Linked DNA regions of Ovis aries: region 2 is linked to region 1. Evidence: chromatin contacts called from public Hi-C data. All regions are on one chromosome and are shown on one strand. Each heading gives the region's core, a stretch centred on a gene start, on an enhancer-like site or on the middle of the called end of the contact. The rest is flanking DNA. Distances are from core to core; before and after follow the strand shown.

Region 1 (7,709 bases), core at 3,793-6,292:
CTTAGCGGGAAAGCATCCGCCAGCAATGCAGGAGATTCTGATTTGATCCCTGGGTCAGGAAGATCTTTTGAAGAAAGACATGGCAACCCATTCCAGTATTGTCGCCTGGAGAATTCCATGGGTGGAGGAGTCTGGAGTGTTACAGTCCATGGGGTCGCAAGAGTTGAGCATGATTTAGCCACTAAACCACCACCAATATATAGACTGGACCAATGGGCCAAATAAATAAAAAGTGTAATAGGTTCGCAGTACATTTTCTAAAAATGACTACAAGCATGATTTGGTAATGATGGGGAATTTCAACTCTATAAACATCTGCTAAAAGCCTCATTTGGCCCAAAGCAGAGCAGCCTAAAACTTGCCTTGCCCAAGTTTCCAAAAAGATTAAGCACACAAATGGAAAAACTACTGCCCTAGATTTAATTCTGACCTACTAGGATAAAGTAATGTTTATCAAAGATGACGAAAAAGGAGTCTTAGGGCAAAGGTCACCGAGTTCACACACTGTGAGCCAACAGACATGGCGACAGTATGATTCCCAGATAAGATTCATAGGTAAAGAAAAGCAAAATCCCGAGGCATAAAGAATGAACGTCCACTGCACTCAAAATGTTTCAGAAATTTCTCAAATGGTGAAATCTCACGATGCAGATACAGGTAAGGTCAATGATAAAGAGAGGGAGAGAAAAAAAAATCTAAAATGAATAACAAAAACCTGCACACAAAACCAGAAACAAATAAAACTAATATCACTCCATTATAGTCCAGCTTTGGCTGTCTGTTGGGGGACTTAAAAAAAGAATCCAAATGCTTGCATCACTCTCTGAAGTTTTGATTCAATTTGTCTAGGGTAACAAATCAGCATAACTTTTTAATCTCCCTGAGTAACCCCAATATTCACTTACAATTGCAATACAGTGCTCTGGAAGTTCTGATTTTAAAAGGACAGGATAGGAAGAAGGACACAAATTTAAGAGGCATGTAAGAAAGTGACAGAGACAGTATTTTAGCAAAATGACCTCAGGCTGACAAAAAGGCAATGGCAAAAACAAAATGCCTCTCAGCTCTATTTGGGACGAGTTGGGAGATCAGGGACAGGATAGGCATGCTGTTTGGGAAGAAGTCAAGAGATCTTAGAAGCCTGGAAATGAGTAAATAGCCTTCCAATTTTCTAAAATGGATAGAAAATAGATTCCGTAAACTACGGATGATTGAGCTTGATATGGATCTCAGACAAGATTCCAGAATGTAATACTAAAGCGATGTTATAATGGGCACCCAAATGACAAAGCAGTGATTATAGAACCCAGCATGGGTTCACAAGAACACACCCCGTTAGTCCGGCCCATTTCCATCCCTCAGTGGTAGGCTGGCAGATAAAGACAATGTTCACACATTCCCATGCAGGCATCTGGACACTAGCAAAACACTTGGTGATGTCTCTAACGATATACTTGTGCTTAACGTAGAGAAAAAATGGATCTGGTGCTAGAACATGTGAGTGGGTTATTAACTGTTCAGAAATCATAACCAGCGAATACTCGTTAATGGAGTTATGTCAAACCTAGTGAGGGCTTTCTAGTCTCCTGGTATCTGTCAGAGAAATAGTTCACAGGCCCTGTATACGCTTGAATACTTCTGATGGGCTGGAATGATAAGCAAAATCTAAAAATAATTAGAGTTCATAAAGTTAATAGTCCAGGACCTGAGTGCTAAAATCTTACAGTACATGTAGAGGAGAAATTCGATATAAAGGCAGCTGACACTTTTAAAGAGCCTTGAGAGTGTTAGTCAACAATTGATCCAATACCAGTTGAAAGCAACGTGGCTGCAAAATATTGAAAGTGACCAACTCTGACTCTAATAAAAGTAAAGAATTGATAATGGAGGACAGCGTTTCCATCCTGTACTATGTGCTACTCAGAACATACCTGGAATTTTGCATTCATTTCTGGGTTCCACATTTTAAAAGTGAGGCATACAATCTGAAGTGCATTTCAGGGAGAACAGCCAGCAAGGTGAAGAAAACTAAAACCAAGCTATACATAGAACAAATGAGGGAACCATCTTGCTTATTAAGAGAAGATATAGAGGGATAAGATGGCTATCTTCAAATAATTGAAAGATTGCCCTATGAAAAAGAAATTAAACTTACCTTTTGTGTTCCAAAGTGCTTAAACTAGAAGAGTACCTGGAAGCTTTGGGAAGGCAGAAAGACTTTCCATATGTAGAGCCAAACATCAGCAATAAGCTGTCTGAAAATAGAAACAGAATCCTAAGGAAACCGAGTTCTCCATCACTGGTTATATTAGGGCAGAAGCTAGGTGCTCACTACAAGGGATGCTGTACAGGAAAACCAGGTATCAGATAAAACTGGATGCCTCTGAAGGACATTTAGACCCTGATACGTCATGTCACTAAGAATACAGGATAGACTTGGACAGCACACTTCTGTCCCTCGGGGAAGATGGGAGGTGTCTCTGCCTACACTGAGGGTAGCGGCAGAGTCTTACCATTTCCTTGGATGGGAAATTGGTCATCCAGTGATTGGCACTCCTCTCTACCCAGCTATCTAAATTAGGGTAGTCCTTTGCCCACAGGTGATTTTGAAATAGGAGTTACCCTTTTCCAATTCCACCAGGTCCATGTGGCCCCGACTAAATACATACTGAAAACCAATGGAGAACTATAACTATCGTTAAGAAATATTCAACCTGAGAAGTTATTATAAACCTGGAGAAATTTTTAAGGCATGCAGGCTTGAAAATAAATTGTAACTTGTGCATTATAATTATATTACTAATTATAGCTTCCGTTTACATTGAAAGCAGAAAACCAGCAAATGGGAGTAACGATTATAGACGATAATGATGGTGATGATGGTGACGTTCATTTGGTGTTTATTTTGTTCCTGGCACGGTTCTAAGGGCTTTACTTGTAACAATTTAACCCTCACAACACCCCTGTGAAGTAAGCACATTACCCCCATTTTACAGAGTAGGAAACTGATGCAGAGAGTTGCTAAGCCACTTGCCCGTGGTCACATGGCTAATAAGTGGTAGATCTTGTACTCAGATTCAGGCAGTCTCTTGACCGCTATGGCACATCGCCTCTCCCAAGCTTCTGGGGGCACATTCTCAACCTCAAGAAGTAAATACCAGCTTAGGCTCAACCCTGAATATTCACTGGAAGGACTGATGCTGAAGCTAAAGTTTCAATACTTTGGCCACCTGACGCAAAGAACTGACTCACTGGAAAAGACCCTGATGCTGGGAAAGATTGAGGGCAGGAGGAGAAGGGGGCAACAGAGGATGAGACGGTTGGATGGCATCACTGACTCAATGAACATGAATTTGAACAAACTCTGGAAGATAGTAAAGGACAGGGAAGCCTGGACTGCTGCAGTCCACGGGTTCAAAAAGAGTTGGACATGACTTAGTGACTGAATAACAACGTATTGATGGAGAAGTTGATCCTCAGGGGCAGGGTCTCTACGGGAAGGGTCTTGGTGTGGTCCAGGGAGGGTAGATCTCACATGCCTTTGCCCTTTCTCACAGTCTATATCTTCTCTTCTTTTATACCCCCAGCAAACCTTTCCAAAGGAGGAAAGAGACTGGTCAGACAAGAAGATACAGGAGTGAAGAGCAATGCATTGGATACCCCAATCTTCTGGCCTCTATCCCATCCCCCCAGACCCAAATCTTGTTCGATAACAAATCTCAGGGCTATGCTGAGACTTGACGCTCACTTGTCTTCCCAACTCTGTGTCCAGTGACATCACAGTGATACCTTGAAATCAGCCTCTGGGGGAATATTGACACCATGAAGTCAGCAGATGATACAAACTAAGGCATGTGTGTGTGTGCATGTGCGTGCGTGTGTGTGTGTGTGTGTGTAGAGCAGTTTACCAGCCCACCACTCCACACACTACTGGCTGCCTCCCCTAGAGACAGAATAACAAGCCTCGCATCCTCCCGCTCTCTCCAGTAACTGCGTCAGGATAACGCACAGCACACACTTGTCTTGCCTCGTCAGTCCCTCCAGAGCCTTTATCATCTGTCAAGCAGAACTTTCATTATGAACATTTTCACTCCAAAGAGGCACCGACCGCCAGAGTCAGCCTCTCACAACTTTCTCTAGTCATGTCCATGTGCGCAGACCCGGAATTTCTTCACATCTGCCGGCTCCTTTCTCAAATCCCCAGCTCCAGGCTCTTTCACCCCAGTCAGCCCTCCAGAATTCTCCACTCCTGATGTCAGAGTTAGAGTCAGACCTGCATTCAAATCCTAGTTTCCTCACTGTCGATCCGTTTTGGCCTCAGTTTCATCACCTGTAAAATGGGGATTATGGTACTGCTTGACCTCACAGACGCAGTTTGAAGAATAAGCTTGTAAACGTATGCAGAGCACACAGGAGTCTCTGGCACGAAGGTGGAGATGGCTGTTGTTACACACTCTCTCATACACCTCTGGGCACTGACTCTCGTGGGCTGCCGCCCCACCCAGGGGTGTTATCGACAGGGCACCTGTGCCACCCACTTCCCCACCCCCTTGATGTGTTCCCATTGCCCCGTTATTCTGGAGGGCGTTCCCAATCTATTGAAATCCTTCATGCCCCTCAAAACCCTACACAACGCCTCTGCTGTAGGAAGTCTTCGCTGCTCCTCCCAGCTCTACTCTAGGCTCTCCAGGAGGCCACAGGGTGACTCAGATGGCAGCCTCAACCCCCTCTTTTTCTCTTTGCCTGAGAGGCTGATGAAAGCCCACTTCTTTGGGCCAAGGCGAGCAAAAGCTTTGCTCACAAGGTGAATGTGTGCAGGGAGGGAGCCTCCCGTTCCCACACTGGTGTGTTGCCAGGTGTGCCTCAGCACCGACCCAGCCCCCAGCCGCAGGGCATCGAGTGCTGGAAGGTCTCCCAGAGGTCACGGTCTGCCTCCATGTTTCAAAGATGAAGGCACAGAGGCCAAGGGAGCTGCCTGGCCGACGTCACGCAGCTGGACTTGGAACTGGCATGCTATGCCTCCCCGCCCCCCGCCGATGCTCTGGCCATCCTGCCAGGCTCCTGGATGATCAGGACAAAGCCCAACAGAGGCAGGTCGAGGGATAATAGTCTGAGCATGGAGCTTCCAAAGAAGGCTGGTGGGGCCGCCAGGAGGGCCGGAGAGCCAGGGCAACATGAGGCCATGGGCCTCAGGGAGAGGAGAGACTCGGACAAAAGGCTCGTAAGAGTTTCTGGAGCCAAAGTCCCGGAGAGCCCTTGTCTAACCTGCCTCATCCTATTGTCCAAATTTTTGCAGCCTGCTTACCCACAACTTTGGCCCGGCCACAAATGGCTGCGTGCAGAAGGCATCAGGCTGGGAGCTCATCCCGACTCTATTACTTAGGATGTGGGCTTTTTCCATTTCCTAATGGCTGCATGAGTTCCTGTCCTTGGAAGAATCCTGAAGTCTAAAATAGCCACCACCAACTCACCCCCTCTCCTGTGTCTCTGTTGCTTTACACTGCTGCATGTTCTTCAAGTTCAATGTGCTTCTCACCTCTTGTAATTGTCATTCATTCATTCATTTTCTTATGTACCATCTGCTCCCTCCATTAGAAGAAAAGCTTGAGGGTTAGGATTTCATCTTTGCCTACTACATATTAGATCATGCTAAGTTGCTTCGTTGTGTCTGACTCTTTGTGACCCTTTGGACTGTATATAGCCCATTAGGCTCCTCTATCTATTGGGTTCTCCAGGCAAGAATACTGGAGTGGGTTGCCATGCCCTCCTCCAGGGGATCTTCCTAACCCAGGGATCGAACTAGGGTCTCCTGCATCTCCTGCATTGGCAGGCAGGGTCTTTACCACTTGTACCATCTGGGAAGCTCTCATTTAACATATCATTAGTATCTTTATTTGTGGTTTGAGACTACAATATGGGTGAGTACAATCTTTTGAAATCCAGTTTTATGGCCTAGCATCCGAACAGTCTGCATTACTATTTCATATGCTTTGGGGGAAAAGGACATTTTCTCCTGCAGTTGGGTGCCATGCTCTACACAGGTCCATTTGGTCAGGGTCACTAATTGTGCTGATTCAATCTGCATCCATTCCTTTTTCTGGATCGGTGATTATTTATTTCTTTTCCTATTCCACTTTTAGCCTCCAGCTGTATGAAAGTTAAAGGCTTTGGTCTATTCTTTAGTGTTTACTTTTCCAGTTAAATAAGATAAGGACCTCATATCTCTCTAACTGTGGTCAAGGTTTTTCCAGCTTACATGCTGTTATTCTGTAATATATTAGTTTTTCTGATCTAGATTTCCACACAAACTAGACATTATTTTTATAGTTTTACGCAGTCATTACTTTGGTTTACCTACATCTTTGCTGTTTATTTCTACTTGTATCTCAGAATGTTCACTTTGAGTGATTTTCCTTCTTAAAATAATCTTTTGAAATTTTCTAAGGTGGTAGTCTTTCCTTGGGAAGTTCCACCAGATATGGTTTGTCTGTAGAAGTCTTTATTGTGGCTTCATTCTTAAAAGGTAGTTTTGCAGCACAATATTGTAGATTGACAAGTTTTCTCTAAGTACATTGAAGATACAGATCCTTTGTCCGGGAATTTCCACCAACGACAAGGAGAAACAGCTATCAGTCTCATTGCCAATCCTTTATGGATGATCTGGTTTGTCTCACTGGCTGCTTTGTAAAAACCTTCTTTTTCCTCTTTGGTATTCTGCGGTCTGCCTATGGAGAGGTCATAGTATATACTTCTTTTCATTTAATTTGCTTAGATTTAAGGGCTTCCTAGAATAAACATTGGGGTCTTTATTCTGGAAAATTCTCAGCCATTATCTCTTTGGATATTGCCTCTTCCCCATTCTAATTATCTCCTTCTGGAACACAGATTAGGCAGACATAAACCTCTCACATCCAAAATAATAGTTACTAATCACAGGTGGTGATTTGGGACACTTCCATCAACAGAGAAGATTTTACTGGACAGCATTGGCAGAGACCATCATTCTAGTCCTGTTTTCTCTTAACTTTCCCTTCATATTTTCCAAATCTTTGTCTCACAGGACCACAGACTGAATGATTCACTTAATCTCCAGGTTCAAAATTTCTCAGTTTCTTGAGTCTGCTTCATCATTTTTTAAACTTCAACTATTTAATATATATATATACATATATATGTTGTTGCTCACATACACTCATATATATATATATATATATATAGAGAGAGAGATTGAAATGGCAACCCACTCCAGTATTCTTGCCTGGAGAATCCCAGGGATGGAGGAGCCTGGTGGGCTGCCATCTATGGGGTCACACAGAGTCGGACATGACTGAAGCAACTTAGCAGCAGCAGCTTATATATATATATATATATATATATATATATACACACACACACACACACACACACACACATACATGAGGCAAAACATATCAATCTTTTTCTTGAAGAGTTTGTTAAGGATTGAATTGTGTCCCCCACCCCAAATTTAAATGGTACCTCAGAACGTGATGTTATTTGGATACAAGGTTTTATAGAGGTGCTCAAGTTAAAGTTGAGGTCATTAGTGTGGGTCCTAGTCCAGTATGACTGTTGTCCTTACACAGAGGGAAAACTTGGACACAGACACGTGCACATCGTGTAAAGATGGAGGCGGAAATCAGCGATGCATCTCCGAGCTGAGGAGCACCAACCCACAGACCCTAGGAGAG
Region 2 (7,709 bases), core at 3,612-6,111, 310 kb before region 1:
AACGGGGGATCTGGGCACCAGGCTTAGTCTAAGGGGCATGTGAAGGGAGGTGACAGGAAGGTCCTGGTCAGGCATCACTGGGCTCCTCTTGTCCCTCCCAACTCAGCCATGTCTGGACAGCTATGGCCTCCTGGATTCTGAATGCTGGGGCACATTCACCAGACAGAAGTCTACTCTCAACCCTCAGAGGCCTGGGCGTGCCGACCCCCAGCCCCTCTCTCTCCCCCAGTTGTCTCCATCACCCACTTATGGGTGCCTCTCTGAAGACAAGACGGCAGTAACCAGTGTAGAGCTGATCACTACTGGCAGCTCTGAGAAAGTCGAGGTGAAAATCTGATATAAATTAAAGATCAGGTGGCCCCCTTCCCGGATGAACTCTAAGGCAGTTCTGTGCCGTGAAACTGCGGCCGCATCTTGGGATCTGGGGCCAAAGTAGGTTCCAGTGCTGGAGCTGTCACTTCCTCACCATGTGACCTTGGACAAGTTTCAAAACCTCTCTCAGTCCAGTTTCCTTATCTGGAATATGGTGAAAATAATAATACACACATCACAGGGTTGTTACAAGGGATATCTGATAAAGAAGGCAAAGTGCTTGTATCAGGAAACATTAACGATGATTATAGTTGAGCTTTGTGATACGGAATATGACCCAACTCAGCCTCCCTCATCTTTCAGATAAACAAACGGGAGCTCAGAGATACGGGTTATGTTCTGATTGCCACACAGCTAGAGATAAGGAGAGTTAAGATGGGCTCTTTGGCCTTGAGAAAACTCAGTTCAGTGCTTTGGTAACATGCTTCCCCCAAACTTTGAAACAAGAAAAAATCAAGTGAAAAAAATGTGTGTTTTTTTGAAATATTTCTGGCATAATCTTATTTTATTTGTTGCTTAGAGCGGTGGATGGCCTTCTCTGTGACACCTGATGATGTGAAAGTCTGTGCTTAATAAATAATTAAGTTGACTAGCTGGAGGAGGCTAAAGTTGGATGGCTGGGGAGAAGTTAACACGGAACATAATGCACTGTTTCCTCCAGGACAGACAGTTAAGGATAGTAAGTCTTTAAGGCTGATGCTTTTATTTATGTTTACCTTAAATGTGTTGCTGTCCTGAGATAAACAAGGAAAATTTAAAATATATACATATATATAAAGCCATTACGGCGAAAGTGAAACTATACCAATTTGTGTGGACTGTGAGATTAACCTAAAAGAGCTGCCTGCAGACAGCATCATGGGATTAGAGGTCACAAAGAAGGTGGACCATGCGCATCAGTTGGGTACCATATTGTTTACCGCTTGGAACAAAATCCCCTCTGCTCCCACTCTTTAAGCACAGCTTCAAACCAATTACTCAGGTCCAAAGTTTACTTCCGATTCCAGCCTGAACAAACCAGGACTGAGCCCATCAAGTTTTATTGCAGTCAATACATCTCCCTTCCAGAAGCAACTGGTCACAGCCATTCTCAACACAAAGCTGCTTGGGCCACCCTTTCTTCTTTTTTATGGTCTGTTTCCAGACACTCGGTGACCCATAAAGTTAACTTATAACCAAGTCACAGCCATGACCAGAGCTGTTGTTCTTCTGTCTAGCCCTAAAGTTCCCCGGCTTCCCAGGCAGGGCCTGTTGCTTTTTCCCAGGACATGCACTCTTGGAGGCAATGTATCAAACTGTATGTCTCTTGTGGGGTCGCTCCTTTTAATCCTGCCCCAGGTCCTGGGTCCTTAGCCCAGACTGTTTGCTTGAAACCTTCCCCAAGCCCTGGGATTTTGTGGTTTGCCCTTATGAATACCCATGTTGCGTTCAGTGCCTAGCAGGATACTTATTAATGGAGCTGTGGATCCTGCTTGGTGAGCCGAGGGGAAGGCACGCTGTGAGCTCCAACCACCTGGGCAAACACAGCAGTGATCCAGTGAATACTTCTAGCTCGATGTCCTGATGGTGTCATTTACAACCCAATTTGTCTTCTTCCCCACACCCCTCCCCTTTCTCTCCAAATAGGGTGAGTATACGTACCGAGGAGAGTGTGATGGAGCGATCTGGCTTGTAGGCAGGGTGGAATTTGAAACTTACTGAATTTAGAGAAACTTATTAGGGCATAGAGCCCACAAATGATCATGTGCAACTCTGTGATTACGAAGCCACCACAGTTCTTAACTTTATTGATTTGGAGAGGTAAGTTTCCTTGACTTGATCCACCCAGGATCAGGGGTGGGTTCGAACACAGTGAGAAGTTTTTTTCTCATTACAGGATACTGTGTCCCATTAAAATCTAATTTCATTTTATGACAGAAAGGTTGGATTCACAAATAGGAACACTGTAATGAAATGTATTCTGGTTTCAGTGAAACTTGTGTCTATCTCCTGTATTAATTAATGAAGGAAGAAAATTGGAATTTTCTTTTCCAATATTGGAACAATTTGATTTATAGAATTTTAGGACTTGAAGGTACTTTAAACATAATCATCTAGTTCAGCGGGTTTCACACTATGCTCAGTGGGGTCACACACAGGTGGCTCAAGGGTCTTCTAAGGATGGGGGAAGAGGTAGATAGGATTCTTAGCTTTCTCCCTCAAGGCCACCGGAGCAAGCCTAGTCTTTATCTGTTTTACATGTTGGGGTTTTAGGTTAGATTTTATCTCAAAAGCAGAATTCACTTCTAAAGAAAGTAAAAATTAAATCTAGTTCAAACCTCTCAAATTACAGATGAGAAAACCGAGGCCTTGAATCTTGACCCCATGGAGTTGCAAAGTCAGAATGACCCCACTTTCAGGATGAAGGAAATAAGATTCAAAGTTTAAGAGATTTGTAGAAAGGTATGGATTTCATCAAGTGGCAGAACCAGGCTGGAACTAGGTACATGGTATATATTTTTTTATTCCTAGTCCATGACTTTTCCTATCACATCACATTGTTTAATAATACTGACATGTGAGTGACCTTATTGATTCATGATTTAAGAAGTCCCCCAAAGAATATGGGGCTGACATAGAGGAGTTTTAGGGAGCAGCCATCAGTCAGCATGGGCCTACTCCTGGACCATGGAAACAGGCACATCCCTCCTCACTTCTATTCCTCCTGAGTCTATCTCCTTACGCAAGTTCCCTGCTGCAGTGCTGTATTCCCAGAACCTACACAAAGGCTTGGCACTTAGTTCGAGCTCCATTAATTTTTGTCAAATCTTCTTGACTCCTTCAAAACCCTTTCCTGGTCAAGGACTTGAGAATATGATGGATTAAAAAAAATCAAATACTGTATCAAATTTATATACACCTAACCATCAAATACAGTAGGTTTATTTCCACACACAGAAAAGTGCACAAGCCCTGTTCACCGAGTGAATCAACTCAGCTGGCAGCATTATAGAAGAAAGTATGACTCAGAGTGGATCTCCTTCTCCGAGCTGCCCAGGCAATGCCCCACAGAGTCTGGGCATCAGGCAAGGTTCCTGGTGGCAGCTGGCCTCACAGGCCTCTGTGGCTGGCAGAGGGAAGTGCACCATCCTGTCCATAAGCTGCTAGGCAGGTGTTCAACTGCCCTCTGGGGTAGCCTGACCCTGAATGAGCTTAAATAGAAACCAATAAAACCTGGGATCAGAAAGTTATTATACCTTACCCAAAGTGGTTAGCATTTGTAGTAGGTTATTAAAGACTGCTCTTTGATATCTTTGCCTAGGTTACTTTAAGAATAGGAATGGCTAGATCCTGCTGGTTTCAAGATATTCTCGTCTCTATAATACCACCTCACAACAGTATCACAGTCTATTGTCTTTCTTTCAAAGTGCCTTGAGGCAGGGCAAAGGATTAGATGCCCTTCTGAGGCCATCTACACCCTGGATTCATTTCAGAGAAAGAAAACACCAGGTGAACTCCCAAACAACAATAAAGAAGTAAAAGATCTTCCAGGAGAACATTACAAAGCAACGAGAGACACACACACAGAGAAAGAGATGCCCTATTAGAGAAATCACGCATGTGCCTGACCGTGAAACCAGGATGGATGGAAACCATGCTTGTCTCTGTTGGTCCTGGGTTAGCCCATGCCCTGGAACAGACCTCTGACATTCTGTGTCGTGGTCTTCTCTGTATGCAGGGCTGGGCTGGTTTATGTCAGCATGGTGGGATTACCATAAAACTCATTAGATGTCCTTCTGGATGTGGCTTTTCCACTTACAGTAATTAAAACCAACTCCTAAGCGGACTTTTTCTTTTGATCCAATTCGTGACCTTCCTCTGCTTCTGTCTCTTGAAGGGCTAAGTTTTCGGCTCCGTGAGGGCCTAAGGACCGTGCCTGTCTTCTCTACCTGCTACAGGGTTGCCAGCACGGACAGGCCACGGCCAGGAACTTCATTATTCTTTTTGTCTTAATCTCCTTCTGTGGATCCAAGTGGCCGTTTCAGCCCCAAGGCTTTGGCAGGGCAACAAGTAGGTGGGGCGGGGAGAGGGCACCCGAACCCAGGCTCTGGGCGGGGCTCCTGCCGCCTGCTTCCCACCCCGCCGCCGCCCACTGCCCCCCCTCCCCACCCCGGGGTCATTACTTCGAGTCCAGAGAGTGGGAAAGTCCTATTTTAAAGCTCTCTGCTATTTTTCTGTCTTTCGTCCGCCCCTCCGCCGCCAGGGGTTCCCTGCACGAGAGGTGCACCCATTTAGGGAGCCTTTCCGCGTCCCGATCCTGCCCCGGAGCGCAAGAATGCCTCCACTCCCGCGAGCGCCGAGCACACGCACCACCTGACTCGCGCTCCCATTGGCTGCTGCCTGTTGCTAACACACGTGATCAGCGCCGGCGCGCCCCGCCCCGGCCCCGCCCCCGGCCCCGCCCCCGCGGGCTCCCGCGGCTCGGCTCCGAGGCGCGTTCCTGCGGGGGTGGCGTGGGCCGCGCCGGGCTCCGAGCTCTCGGCGGCTAGCCTCTGCAGACTGCAAGGCTCCGCGCGGCGCCCGGGAGGGCGGCCGGCGTCCACAAGGTGGCAGTGCCGCGCTGCTGGTGTCCCGGCCGGGAGTCCGCACGCGCCGCGCCGGGCGGCCGGAGTCCGCACTTCCCTCCTGCCAAAGTTTTAATGAACATATAGACACACCCGGACCTGGGTCACCCCCAGGGTCTGCTGGCCGCGCCCCACAGATCTGGGGGTTCCCCTGGGAGAGATGCACGCCCCGATGGCGTCTTTGTCCCAACTCAGGGAATCAGAACTTGGGGCCTGTCACTGCAGCAAGTATGTTGATGTTTTCAGCAGTTCCCCCCCCCCCCCCTTTGAGGGCCATTCTGAGAATCCATTCGGAAAGAGACAAACACTTGGACAATTACTGTCTTCTTGAGAATACCGCCTCTTTCCCCCTCCTCCCCCGAAGCAATCTGCAGCCCTTTTTTTTTTTTTTTTTTTTTGGTAAAAGGTCTACACCACCACCGTTTCGGAGGATCTCTCCACGCACCCGAGTCCTGGAATCCTAACCCGCTCAAGTAGAGAACATCCCGGGAACGTCCTGGTCCCGAGGCTTGTCCCGGGCTGCCCTTAATTCCAGACTCAGAGAGAGATAAGCTCCTCTGACCTCGTTTGACCCCGCTGCAGGCGTCGGGTGTCCTCATTCAGTGTGTGCGGGTTGGAGGGTCGACTTTTCTCCCTGCTCACTGGAATTTTATTTTTTCCCCCTTAGTTCACTTTCCTCCTTGGCTTGTGGCTGGGCTCACGCCCCCTACCATAGCCTAACCCCGCCCTCCCCCCACCTGCACACACACACACACACACACACACACACACACACACACACACACAAGCACATGCTTCCCACTCTTTTTTGATTGTTCTGAGAGCTCTCTGGGAAAGAGAGAGGCCAGAGGAGGTGAAGGCAAGAAAGGGACTGGGTTGTACATTCCCACTTATGGAGAAAGGAGGGAGAAACACCCCCTTGGCTTCCCATTGTCTATACCACCCAGCCTAGTTCCATGCCCCAGTAGTCAAGCCCTTCCCTTGGGCTCCCTAAGCTGTCCTCCAGGGAATTTCCCACAATGCTCCTAGTCTGCTCCAGCCTAGCAACGGTCCACCTGTGACAGGACTACAGAGGGGGAACTCCTGTTCATAGATGGTGGGGTTTCTACTCATGCTCAAACATAGAACAGTATATGTGCTGACTAAATGCTGCCTGCGGTCTCCAGTGAGATGCAGGTCATCTCTGCAGGAATGCTGGACAGACAAGGCCATCTCTCACCTCCAGGCTGTGTGACAGGAGGCTAAGTACTCAGGAAAGGCCAGTAGGGAGCATTTTTTAGAAAAAATGTTATGCTTTCCCACCTCCCTTAAAATAGGGGAGCAGGGCTTCAGAGAACTACCTGGAGAGCTTTGCAGATGTCTCCTGGAGTTGGGGGTGGGGGGCCACAGGGCCCAAGGTGGCTTCAGAGTAGAGAGACTGTTTACAGTGGCGAGAGAAAGAGCTGGCAAGGCACACATACACTGGCCAGTCTTCTGGTTGGCAAAGTGGGCCTACCTCCCCAGGCAAGGGAGGGGCATAGTCAACAGTGGGAACAAGGACCTGTGGGGGAAGGGTGGCCCACCAGCAGAACCCTTGGGAGGGGACCTCCAGCCATCAGAAAAACCCATGGAAGGACCCCACAAGGGAAAGAGCCAACACCTGTACGTCTGTCTGAACTCCAGTTATCCCCAAGCCCTCCTTGAAGAACTTTGTTCTTTGGCTCCGAGAGATCTGAGCCACCAGCAGTGATTGGAGGGTCTGAGAGGAAGAGATAAACTCTGATCAAGTCGTTTTCCCAAGCAAAAATCCCCAGCTGCCAATTGGTGGAAGGAGAAAAAGTGCTGATTTAAATGAAAGAGACAGGTTTTTAATTTTGATTGGACTAAAATTTTTAATACTGGGGACTGATAATACTGACAACAAAAAACATTTACATCATCTTTAGTGTTTTACCTGTATTCACTCATTTAATCCTCAACAACAGCCTTGAGGGATAGTCTTATTGTCCTTATTGTCCCTTCTCCCTGAGGTCTGAAGAAGTTAAGGAAATAGTGCAAGGTCCACAGTTAGTAAATTGCAGAACCAGGATTTGAATCCAGACTTCAGAGTCTAGGTGTAGAACCCAAGTGCCTCCCCATCTCTGAATCTTTATTCCTATTCTTGACCAAACCTCACTCGACTTCAAGGCTCAGCTCTGCCTGTTCTGGTCTAAGAACCCTCCTTGGCTGAGCCAGCTGAAGGGGCCTCTCTGCTCTGTCGTGTTTTCAGGAGTCTGGTCATGGCTGTGGAGACGCCAGTGCCCTAGGAAAAGATGAGGCATCGTCTGAGGAATCGCCTTCAGAACCCGAGGCACATCTGTTCAGACCTTCGATGCTGACAGCTGTTTTTGAAGGTGAATATGGCGCTTGGAACCATCCAGAAGTCATCTGGAGTCCAGTGAAAAAGCCAGCCATCAAGGTAAGAGAAACCATTTTTGCTAAAGGGAAATAGGATACACTCCGAACTTCAGTGCCTGGATCAGTCTGGTTTGCTTCTGTGACTTGAACACTGAATGAGGCTGGTTTGCTTCTGTGACTTGAACACTGGATCTAAACGTAATTCCAGAAGAGAAAATTCTCCAAAAAGGTGAGACCTGTCAGCCTTACTGAAGAGCATATACTCTGAGGAATACGGGCAAGTACAACTCATTGGGAAGTACAGGTTGTTTATATATATATATATTCTAATCATGCTCATCACCTTATCCCCAACTT

Evidence for each region. A called contact is a pair of places that touch in the nucleus more often than the background predicts.
Region 2: a Hi-C map of liver shows a contact between it and region 1, with 6 times the contacts expected there. The contact joins two enhancer-like sites. A contact is called at or near these places in 2 of 16 Hi-C or Micro-C datasets (liver and tail adipose tissue).

Annotation. Positions count from the first base shown.
Region 1 is chr20:41,483,709-41,491,417 of ARS-UI_Ramb_v3.0, reverse strand. No RefSeq gene overlaps it. Among named protein-coding and RNA genes, the nearest start is that of CD83, 390 kb to the left of the region's middle. Within about 2 kb of position 5,042, at least 1 of the 54 cell types and tissues checked has an H3K27ac peak or open chromatin away from gene starts, as enhancers often do. A contact at or near this core is called in liver, where this site is marked.
Region 2 is chr20:41,795,138-41,802,846 of ARS-UI_Ramb_v3.0, reverse strand. No RefSeq gene overlaps it. Among named protein-coding and RNA genes, the nearest start is that of CD83, 83 kb to the left of the region's middle. Within about 2 kb of position 4,861, at least 49 of the 54 cell types and tissues checked have an H3K27ac peak or open chromatin away from gene starts, as enhancers often do. A contact at or near this core is called in liver, where this site is marked.